Regions from separate parts of the Danio rerio genome. Here region 1 is linked to region 2. A link is a contact called in public HiChIP or PLAC-seq data. All regions are on one chromosome and are shown on one strand. The core of a region is the stretch at or near the end of the contact, and the rest is flanking DNA. Distances in the headings are between cores, read along the strand shown. Region 1 holds the start of rprd2a (regulation of nuclear pre-mRNA domain containing 2a). Region 2 holds the start of celf3a (cugbp, Elav-like family member 3a).

Region 1 (5,592 bases), core at 1,425-3,924, 46 kb after region 2:
GTTAAAAAAAAAAAAAAAGGATTAGCGCATAAAACGTGTGAATAAAGCAGCGTTTACATCCAACGAGTCAAATCAAAGAGAATCGTCACTTCCTGAATTTTCTGGTGACAAATATCAACAGTAAAGACGGAATTTGCTGTGGTAGGAGAAGCTGCGTGAATCTTTTCTTCATTTAATAAATGGCTTACATCTTAGAAAGCAATTCTGATATGCAGTGAGTGAACCCACACACACAGTGCCGCTCTTGACAGTTCTGGAGCTCAGTGATTATATAATAACACTAAAGAAACACCGCGCAGAAGTATAAATGCACAACTACGAAAAAAGGCAGAAAAAATGTATGCGCATAACTTAGTAGGATAAACTTTGTATCCAATAGAAAAAGATGCGCATATACTACAATGGAAACACTTTTACCAAATTGATTCCAGTATGCGCAATAAAAAAACGACCACGAGCATTTTGCACGCCTTGCGTTTTAACCACCTGCTGCGACTCGCATTTTTGCCATTGCACGATGTGCGTGTGCGCTCAACTTTAAGTGGAAAAAGCGTGTTACATTAGTCGCATCTGTTTCATTCTCCAATCAAATCAAAGCAGAGGCGGGGGTTTCTGTTGAGGTGACAGCAGTGTTTGGGTTGTCAAGGCAAATACAGAGACTTTTGAAGATAAAGGAGAGACTTGTGGTTGCTGTTTTGAGTTATCCAGTGCTGTACGACTCACAAAACTTGAATTTCACAATATTATGAATTATTAAAATTATACCAATATCAACAGCAACACTTAAACACAATACCCAACTGACTCAGTCGTTGCCTAGCAACATAAAAAGCACACCGGACTTCTTTTTTTCTCGTCAACAAAAAAGGCAGCATGGTGCACCTTACATTTTGAACGTAAAAACGCGTTCTGTGTGATCAGCCTCTAAATGCCTTAACCATTAGTGTTATTATTTTATTGATAACCTCTAGAACTGTCAAGAGCGTCTGTGCTTCGCGTCTCGCGCCTTTAAACTCCACCAAACGTTCACTGCATGTCACAGCATTTGTCTTCTGAGGCGCAAATAATTTATTAAATAAGAAAAAGATTCATGCAGCTTCTCCTTCCTCAATAAATGACATTTTTACTTTTTATTTTTGGTGCCAGTTAATCAGGAAGTGATGATTTTGTTCTCTTTGACTCATTGGATGGAAACAGTGCTTTATTCGCACGTCTTTCATGCGATAATCCAGTTTTGCGCATAAAGTTATTTCTCGTACTTGGATGGAAACATAGCTAGTGAGGTAAAGTTGGTTCTATATTAACACATTTATTCATTTTAGGACAGTGACAACTTGTGATACGCTTACTATACTGTTTATTATATAACTTTAAATATTCGGTCTGAAATCGCAGGTAAGTATGACACTATTTAATTGGCTGTAAATAATGGTGTACCTCAATAGTCATCAGCTGCTAATACAATTTCAATATTTAGAACATTCAAAGAATACTTTTCTGAAATTATATTATTAGAAAGAATGTCTGAAAGTGTGAATATAAAACCAACTTTACACCAATCTAACATTCACCCGATCCAGAACTCCCCATTATTGACACCAGATACATTGTCCTTACTAAGACATTCCAATGTTTAGGTCAAAAATGTGATTAATCCTAAACATCCCAATTTGCTCAAAAATGCACCCCAAAAATTATGCACTTAAATCACATGTGCTCAGGACTCCTAAAATACAACCGAGCTGAACCAGAAATTCTCACATTTAGTAAAAAAAAATAAATAATAATAATAATAATAATAATAATAATAATAATAATAAAGTGGTTTATGCCAATTTGTCCAAAACACTTTACAACTCAAAAAGGTTGCAGTCAAATAGCAACCAAGCTCCCTAAAAATACACCTGTCCTAACTCCGCACATTTGACACAAAATCCAATTTCCCCCTAAAAAACTGCTGACCCCAATCAAACACCCAAAATATGCCTACAAATTCTAAAATACATCAAAACTTAGAAAACCCAAAAGTTACTTTACCAAAACCTCCTGCTTACCCTGAACACCAGTTTGCCAAGAAATACCCCCCCCCCCCCTCCTAAAAAAAACTGAACTCCTGATACTCTTCCCCAAAATGCCAAAGCCAAGTCATATTGACAATTTCTAAAAGACCTACTACCCCTGAACGCTAATGTAACTAAAAAGCAAGTTTTCCAGGTTTTTAAACACGACCTATATGTCCTGACCTGATGGGGACAGATTAGCAGTTTGCTAACAATCAACAACAGTTGCCTAGAGCACTAAAGAACACAAACTAGACTTTCACAGTAACTCATGGGGTACTTTTTTGCACAAATACCACACAAGTCCTATTCTGAAGCCCAGTTGACGCAGATTTGAACAGGTAAACAAGACTTTTTTATCCATGCTGCGCTCAAATTAGCCGGCTAACATGCTAAATACTCACATTTGCGCAGCCACTTGATCCAGTATTTCACGATCACGCTGTGAAATTTCTTGTTCTCGATGCACCAGGTTGATAGTCCCTGAATGGATTCCATGGTGTTGGATACAGTTTGAAAACGACGGTCCAAAGTGGACTCCAAACGCGGCGATGAGCCACTGTTGTGGCCGCTAACGCCTGCACTGCCAGCCGCCATTTTCCAGGTCTTGTGGACGCGGTGCTGCCGCTTACAGGTTCATGTGAGGAAACTGCAACATGACTGAATTTCCAGGCTCCATTAGACCGTTTTACATTAACAACACTACGCACATGAATACCAGTGTATTTTCCCTACATATATGCTTGTTTACTGTCTGTGGTCTGAAATCACAAAAACAATAAAAATGTTAAAACTTAATATTAAACATAATTTTTGTCTAATTTGAGTAAATATGAAAAAAATAAACACTCACTGGCCACTTTATCAGGTTTTACTAACGCACATTTCTAATCAGCCAATCACATGGCAGCAACCCAATGCATTTTAGGCATGTGGACAACATGGTCAAGACCATCTGCTGCAGTTTAAACCGATCATCAGTAATGGTGAAGAAAGGGGATTTAAGTGATTTTGAACGTGTCATGGTTGTTGGTGCCAATTGGACTGGTCTGAGTATTTCAGAAACTGCTGATCTACTGGGATTTTTACGCTTGACTATCTCTAGGGTTTACAGAGAATGGTCTGAAAAAGAGAAAACATCTCAGTTCTGTGGGAGCAAATGCCTTGTTGAGGTCAGAGGAGAATGGTCAGACTGGTTCCAGCTGAGAGAAATGCAACAGTAACTCAAATAACCACTCGTTACAACCGAGATATGCAGAAGAGCATCTCTGAACGCACAACACATCCAACCTTGAGGCGGATGGGCTACAGCAGCAGAAGACCACACCGGGTGCCACTCCTGTAAGAACAGGAAACTGAGGCTACAATTCACACAGGCTCACCAAAATTGGACAATAGAAGATTGGAAAAATGTTGCCTGGTCTGATGAGTCTCAATTTCTGCTGCAACACTCAGATGGCAGGGTCAGAATTTTGCATCAACATCATGTAAGAATTGATCCATCCCGCCTTTTATAATTGGTTCAGGCTGGTGGTGGTGTTGTAATGATGAGGGGGATATTTTCTTGGCACACTTTGGGCCTATTAGTATCAATTGAGCATTGTGTCAACGCCACAGCCTACCTGAGTAAAGCGCATATCATCCAAGGTTTCTTATTTCAATAGAGCACCTTTGGGATGTGGTAGAACAGGAGATTCACATCATGGATGTGCAGCTGACAAATCTGCAGCAACTTCGTGATGCTATCATATCAATATGGACCAAAATCTCTGAGGAATATTTCCAGTACCTTGTTGAATCTATGCCCTATAAGATTAAGGCAGTTCTGAAGGCAAAAGCGGCTACTAGTAAGGTGTACCTAACAAAGTGGCCGGTGAGTGTATATTTATATTGTTTAAAACATGAAACCTGCAGGCAACCAATAGGGGTCAGTCACGGACAGGGGAAACCAGCAAGCACACTTGCTAACCAACTCTCATATTAATAGCTAATAAAGCAAACATTTTACATATTTCATGAATATATTTAAGTTAATGGATAAAAATATGATGAAATTCAACTACACAAATAAATGCATGTTTAAAACTGAAGGCATATGTTTTAACAGCTACCTATATATACCTAAAATAGCTTTGAATTGCAAATGAGGTTAGAAGTACAGGTAATGCTTTATTTCAACAAGGACTTAATTTAGTAATGATGTAATAGTGAAGGCGTGTATGATGTATATATACAAAGAATTGTGTGATACTGAAAAGTGGAGGAATGCCTCCTAAAGTTTACACAATGAAATATTATCTTAAAATACATTGAATAAGAAAACAATTATTATTTTAAGTTGCAAAAACCCTATTAACTACTACATATTTATTTATATATTTACCATTTATATATTTATTATTTTTTTGTTTATTACATCAATGTTGAAGCCTAAAAAAGAAAGAGAAATAGAAAAAACCAAGGACAAATGAAATATAAGAAATTTTCTCAACATTTAATGATATCAAAAAGTGGAGCATGTTGAAAAACATTTCAGCAACCTGGACAAAAAAACGTTTATAAAATAAGAAATGACGTACAAGAGAAAATGGGCTTGAAAATATGAATACAGAATAAGAATTGTGCTACAATGGCCGACTTTTCTGAAACAAATAAGAGTAATATTAATAATAATAAATCTTCAAAATGCTACCTCCACAACCGATGAAGCCATTTGGTGTCATTAAATGTTAAATCACAATACATATCTTCATACAGGCTTTTCCCTTATAGCACAATCTCCATTATGATTCCTCCAATATACTTAGATGTGTATTTTAACATGACAGTGACAACATGCTTTTCTCAGTCAACATACCAACACGGTTATTCCTCAATCCTCATGAAGCTACTACCAAATACTGCATCTCTAATGTCAGAATAAATTCTACTAATAAGTCTAGTCTTCCTCAGTGTGATCTTTACAGTGTGAGACACTCTGTATACTAATAATTCACTTTTATTTTGACATAATCATCAAATTCCGAATCAAAAAAAAAGTTTTTCGGGTGAGTACAAGCTAGCTGTGCAATCTATTAGATTTCAGTGACAAAATGAGCTATAATAATAACAACATGGAAGCGTAAGAAAATAATGTGCAAATGTTTTTGGCAAACGTTTATTTCCATAAACTGATAATTTGCTCTTGTAATTATAGAATACTTTACAATGCTCCTGGGACTATCCTCTTCGCCTCGTAATAAATATACAACACTGAGCTATCATAACCCATGGCCCACCTTATATGGCCTCTTCGAAAGGTCGTTCGTTTTAAGGCTGCTTAAGTGATTTCAGTATCTTCAAGTAATGACGCAATAAATAAAAAATATCCGCCCGATAGAATGTACTTCTGTTTCATCCGATGTTAAAAAGTGGTTCTCAGTTCAAGTCGAAGGACATTAAGGTAGATTGCGATCGCAGTCGTGTTTTCTGGATGTTTTATTAAACCGTCGATATCTGACGCCCCGTGTTTGTAAAGTGGCAGATATCGTTG
Region 2 (5,916 bases), core at 3,205-5,704:
GGAGCTTCCTCTAGCACAAATTAAACCCGCTTAAATAGAATTTGAGGGGAAGCGAAAGATTCCCTGTGGGTTTGGTTGCTCCAAGTCTAATCAACAGGAAGAAAGAAAGAAACATCACCATGAGAGCGCTGAGCGTATAGTATTAATTGCAAAACAGACCAAATGATCTCATCCCCCAGTTCAACACACTGACATCACACACAGCATTCGGCTCGTAATGACCACACGCATCTGGAGGATCTGGAAAAAGCAGGCGATTTAGGGATGGAAACATAAAAGTGATGAAAAGACGAGAGGTTTTGGATTTACAGGTTGCCCGTCAAGGCGCTGGCGCGGCAGATGGCCTAACAGCTAATCAACGACTTCAGAGAGCGACAAGATCGCGGATGCCTTCAAGGATTGTGCCCTCCTACATACCTAATTAAAGTCTGTTCAGTCAACACACATTTCCACAGATCCTGTTTCCTGAACCATATAATGTGTTGTTTCCATTTTTAGAAACAAACTCGTGCTCGTCTGTCCGGTTAGATTTAAAAGATGCATCCTATATGCGAGGTCTACTATATATAGGCAAACTGGAAATGTTTGTCTGGCTTACTAAATCTATTTTTCACCCAGCCCGTCTCTGCGTTGGTTTTATTAACAGCGACAACTCACCCCTGGCAATGTCTTCTGCTCGTGCAGTGCATTCTGGGCCTTCAAGGCTGACTCCCTCGCACAGTATGTCAAGAAGGCACATCCTGAAGAGGGAACAAGAATACAACGTGGGATGTATAAAAAATGAAGCAGACCCAGACAGACCATGAATATCAAGCAGTGTTTTGCGGACATCACAAGTGTGACTAAGAAATGTTGAACAAATTCTCCAAGAATACATTCGATTTTCTCTTAAAACCAAAGATGCTGTGGCAAAACTAAAGGTTAAAGAGTCTACGCGACGCTCTAAGAGCAAGACCTCACAAGAGACGTTTCTCTTAAGATATGAAAAGGAAACTCATCTAGCACCATTAGTCTCCCATCTCCCCTTGAGACTGTCCGCTCAATAGAGCCGCGTCAATCTCGTTTAATTACCTTTGTGCATTCCCGTGTACTTGTCCTTGATCACCGTAAGCTCGTAGATCTTCCCGAACTGCTCAAAGATGGGCTTCAGGTCCTTCTCCTCCAGATTCCGTGGGATCTGGCCAATAAAGAGCTTGATGGCGTCGGCCTCCTTCATTAGGACAGTTTCCTAAGGGGACGGAGCGACAGCTGCGCCCGGGGTTTCAGCACTGGAGAGCGGCTCAGCGGTGGGGGAAGAGTTGCGATGTTAAACACGGGTCCCGATGGAAAGGTCTGAACCGTGACAGCTCTGAGTAGAAGAACAGATAGCGCTTTTTAAAAAAAAGCTATACTCGCTGACACTTCATAATAACTTCCATTAACAAGATTTGTGTTTGTAAAAGGACCTGAGGTGCTTGTAAAGCAGCCAAAGATATGTGTTAAAGACTTTCATGAGGGTGTTTTATTAAAGGAATTTGGTAATTCGGTTCACAGCACGGCTAGCCACACTTGAACTGGAATGCTTTGCAAAAAAAGCTTTTTATTTTGTGATAAAAATAAATACAAGTATTTCAGTTCCCCTAATGTAATCAATTAGTTGACATAAAGGGATGTTTTAGTTATCAATTAAGACATTTTTGTTAATTAAAATGATCTAAAATTAACACTCCAGAACCACCATCTTGAAATCTAGATTGTAAACAGGGAATTAAAATAAAATGAATTTTCTGCTCCACTTAAAAACAATAGGTACTTACATTTACATTTCACATTTACATATGCTAAATGACTAAATGTAAATGTCTGCAATAGCTACTTAAGAATGAAAGACGAAAAAAGATGAAAAAATGGTCAAAATATTTTTGGTGAACTATCCCTTTAAGAACGAAAGGCCAGTCACAATTTACTATGCAAATTAATCATGAAAGTGTTGCTGAATTAATTGTATTACATAGTGGAGGATAATAAATGTCATGCTATCACTGAAACGTCCAACACATAGTACAATTCTTCATAGATCATAAGACATTAAGTGACGTTTTATTTCTCAAACAAGCCTTTTTTTGTTAATTAAAATGATCTAAAATGAACTTTATGGGCTTCTTTTTCAACTGAATATTAAAATAAAATAGATTTTCTGATCCACTTTAAAGCAACAGTTACTTAATATAGCCTTAAGAACCAAGACGAATGAAAATGGTGAAAATATTTTGGGTGAACTATCCCTTTAAGAACCAAAGGCCAATGACAATTCAATATGCAAATTAAAGGGTAACACTTTACAATAAGGTTCATTAGTTAACGCATTTACTAACATGAACTAATCATGAACAACACATGTAGAGCATTTATAAATCATAATTGACCATTTACTAATGCATAATTAACATCCAAGTCCATCTTGTTAACATTAGTTAATGCACCATGTTAACATGAACTTACAATGAACTCCTGTATTTTCATTAACTAACGTTAACTAATATGAACAAATACAGTGGTTAATCCATTGTTCATTGTTTGCTCATGTTAGGAAATGCATTAATTAACATTAACTAATGAACCTTATTGTAAAGTGTGACCAATTAAAGTGAGAAAAGAATAGCTGAAATAATTGTTTAACATTGTTGAGGATAATAAAGACGTCAATACAGCTCATGCTATCACTCAAATGTCACACACATAATTCGATTCTTCGTAGATCATATGACATAAAGTGAGGTTTTAGTTCTCAAACAAGCCATTTTTGTTTATTAAAACAATCCAATATGAACTTTTTGGGCTTCTTTTTCCACAGAATATTAAAATAAAATGGATTTTCTGCTCCACTTTAAAGCAACAGCTACTTAATATAGCCTTAGGAACCAAAGAAAAATATTTTTGGGTGAACTATCCTCTTAAGAATGAAAGGCTAATCACAATTTAATATACAAATTAAAGCATGAAAAGAGTTCCTAAATTAATTGTTTAACACAGTGATGTCAATACAGCTTTGTCATGCTATCACCGAAACACAATTCTTTGTAGACCATATAAACAAACATTTTTGTTTGTATGTGAAATGTAGCTAAAAAAGTGAACAGGGCATTGTTTGTTTTGTCAATTTACACATGATAACGATCAAGTTATACAGCTATAGGCTACTGTTGCTCTTTCTGCTTGTTAGAACATCAAATATGCACTGTATTCATTCATTAATCTAACATTTTCTTCCCTTTAACATCCTCAACACCCTTTTCTAAATCAAAACACAACGTTCGGCGTTGCTATACTTCAAGAACGCAAGACCAGATCACAATTTAATATGCAAATTTATGCAAGGAGGACCACCAATCGCCGTTCGGTTCGCCAGAATTACAATCTCCTGTGTCTGAATGGCAAACATTCTCACACAATGGGAGACCTTACGTTTCTTTACACGAATACAATTTAATAAACACCTTAAACTAAATTAATAAGCTAAAAACACATCGTGAATGGAAGCTCTGATTGGGTAAAGCTGAATTAATGGCATGATATGAGGAAGAACAATAATGATTACAGTGGTGCTTTGAAATGTCAAACTTCACAGCAGATCTGTAGCGTATATCGTCAAATAGCATGTCTATATAATTGTATAGATCTATAAATAGCCTATTAATGACACGTTTTAAATTCTATAAATATTTCTATTTTAAGATATAACATAGGACAAAAACACTATGTAGGAGGTTATTCAATTGCAATATTAGAACAAAGAAACTTGTGTTGCGAGCTCTGGCAACAGAACACATTATAAGTGAACGCAATGAAATGCAATGCATATAAATATTGACGTATATCCCCCATTGCTTCTTTGTTTAATCCACACTGGAGGCTCAGGCGTATGTGGCTCTTTGTCACGACACTAACTGCACATACGCACATACATGCGAGAGAACAAAAACATGCGAGTGCACATGCAACTTCACGCCTTTAAATCGAAAAGAAGTTTAATCAGATCCTCCGAGCTATGTGTGCAAGGGCGACATTTGCTCTCGTTTCCTTCCCTCTCTCTCTCCATCTCTCAGTCTATCTCTCTCTTTAGTTAATCCCATGGGGATGTTTGTTTATTTGCTGTCTTTCAGCCTGGTTGTAGAATATGGTGTGCTTTTTATTCTACGTGCACAAGTAAATGGAGCCGATGGAGAGCGAACGGTTTGGACGCGAACCGCTGTGCGTTCAACTAAATCCGTGCATCTGTCACCCTTGAATCGCCTTGGGTTTTTTTGTCTCCCCGTGCCCTCTCAAATATCTCCTGTTGACTAGAATGCATGCATGGATCAATACGAGCACAGATGCGAGTCAAATGCATTTCACTCACGTTTTGATGCAGAGGCAAAGGAAAGAAGATGCTGTGTAATTCTGTCGGCTGTATTCACGGTGTTGACACTCCGTATAACCCGTAGCTTTTGACGTCGAAAGCCGGTGTCCCCCTCCTGTCCATCTCCTGTCCTCCCTCGGGGTGTGGAAACCGTGATGCTTACTCGGATTAAGGGAGCGTCGATATTTTCCTCTCACTAAAGTCGCTACTTCTTTTGGAGGGGGAGGCTGTCAAACAGGAACAGCTGTCCTTTTCATTTCACAGTCATACTATGCCATCTTTATTGCTCTTCATGAAGTCTTTATATCTTGAGACTTACGCTTCATAATGCATTTATTTTAATATCGCATTAAGGCAAAACTAATTAAGCTTATTATACATTGTTTTACTATATACTGCTGGATAATGGGATGCACAGCTAGTGTTTTTCAGCCTACGATGAACTTCCGGTTAGAGCTTTGTGTGACTATTTTCAATTTCATACGGTTCCTTTGATGTTGTAATGTAGTTCAAATACAATCAGTTAAATAGACGCAAGCATCCACTTGGTTTTTTACTCGTAAAAAGAGAGGAAAGACCATTTAAATGCAGGCACCGTCGTTTGCAGCAGGCTATCGCAGAAATTCCATTGAAAGAACTGGGGTAAAATTAATTTCCATATTTGAAAGACATAGCGTGGAAAATTTTTATTTATTGCAGGTCTTCTTGTTTGGTTTGATAACCACTTTATACCGTATCTCAGCCAGGCAGTGAAGATAAAGGTTTTTTCTTTATAGAAATCTGATTTTATATGGGATGACGATTAACCGGAAGTACAGGGGCTGGCTAACTGAAATTAAAAGTCTGTGTGCATATACCCCATTTAAGTATTATAACCTTAGATAGTGATATTCGATGGCATGTTTTATTGGAGAAAAAATAGTCATAAATAATAAAAAAAAAAATTACAACAAAAAAAAAGTAATTTGTCCATTTGCATAAAATAAATAAATTGATATCAAACACTCTACCACAAACAATTCATTAATTATTAATCAATTATATTAATATCAACAAAACATTTTTTTCCTGAAAAACCATAGGCCAGAAGAAATATAAATCATAAAATTAGTATATCTTTTTTATTTATAAAATAAAGCTCGCAATTGTATTACTGTTGGTGACACCATGGCTCAGTGGTTAGCACTGTTGCCTCACAGCAACAAGGGAGCTGGTTTAAGTCCTGGCTGGACCGGTTGGCATTTCTGTGTAGAGTTTGCATGTTCTCCCCATGTTTGCGTGGGTTTGCTCTGGGTGCTCCGGTTTCCTTCACAGTCAAAAGACATGGGCTATAGGTGAATTGAATAAACTAAATTAGCCAGTGTATCTGTGACTGAGTGTGCATGGGTGTTTCCCAGTACTGGGTTGCGACTGGAATTAGGGGCATCTACTGCATACAACATATGTCGAAAATGTTGGCAGTTCATTCCACAGTGGCGACATCAGAAATAGAAACTAAGCCAAAGGAAAATGAATGAAACATTTTTATTTCTGAAGAA

The links. HiChIP or PLAC-seq counts read pairs in DNA pulled down with a chosen protein or histone mark.
Region 1: an H3K4me3 HiChIP or PLAC-seq map of gastrula embryo shows a contact between it and region 2, with 2.4 times the contacts expected there. The contact joins the promoter of rprd2a here to the promoter of celf3a in region 2. A contact is called at or near these places in 2 of 18 Hi-C or Micro-C datasets (caudal fin and an unstated tissue) and 2 of 4 datasets of contacts at active chromatin or transcription factors (embryo and gastrula embryo).

What each region holds. Positions count from the first base shown.
Region 1 is chr19:9,984,106-9,989,697 of GRCz12tu, forward strand. rprd2a (regulation of nuclear pre-mRNA domain containing 2a) reads right to left here and starts at 2,675. Exons shown (of 10, transcript NM_199922.1): 1 at 2,465-2,675. The coding sequence starts at 2,657. It overlaps ciarta (circadian associated repressor of transcription a), which reads right to left. Exons shown (of 6, transcript NM_001327898.1): 6 at 4,534-5,592. LOC141379010 (a long non-coding RNA gene) reads right to left here and starts at 18. Exons shown (of 2, transcript XR_012394902.1): 1 at 1-18.
Region 2 is chr19:9,936,346-9,942,261 of GRCz12tu, forward strand. It overlaps celf3a (cugbp, Elav-like family member 3a), which reads right to left and starts at 4,455. Exons shown (of 14, transcript NM_131494.2): 1 at 4,379-4,455; 2 at 1,072-1,348; 3 at 658-740. The coding sequence starts at 1,216.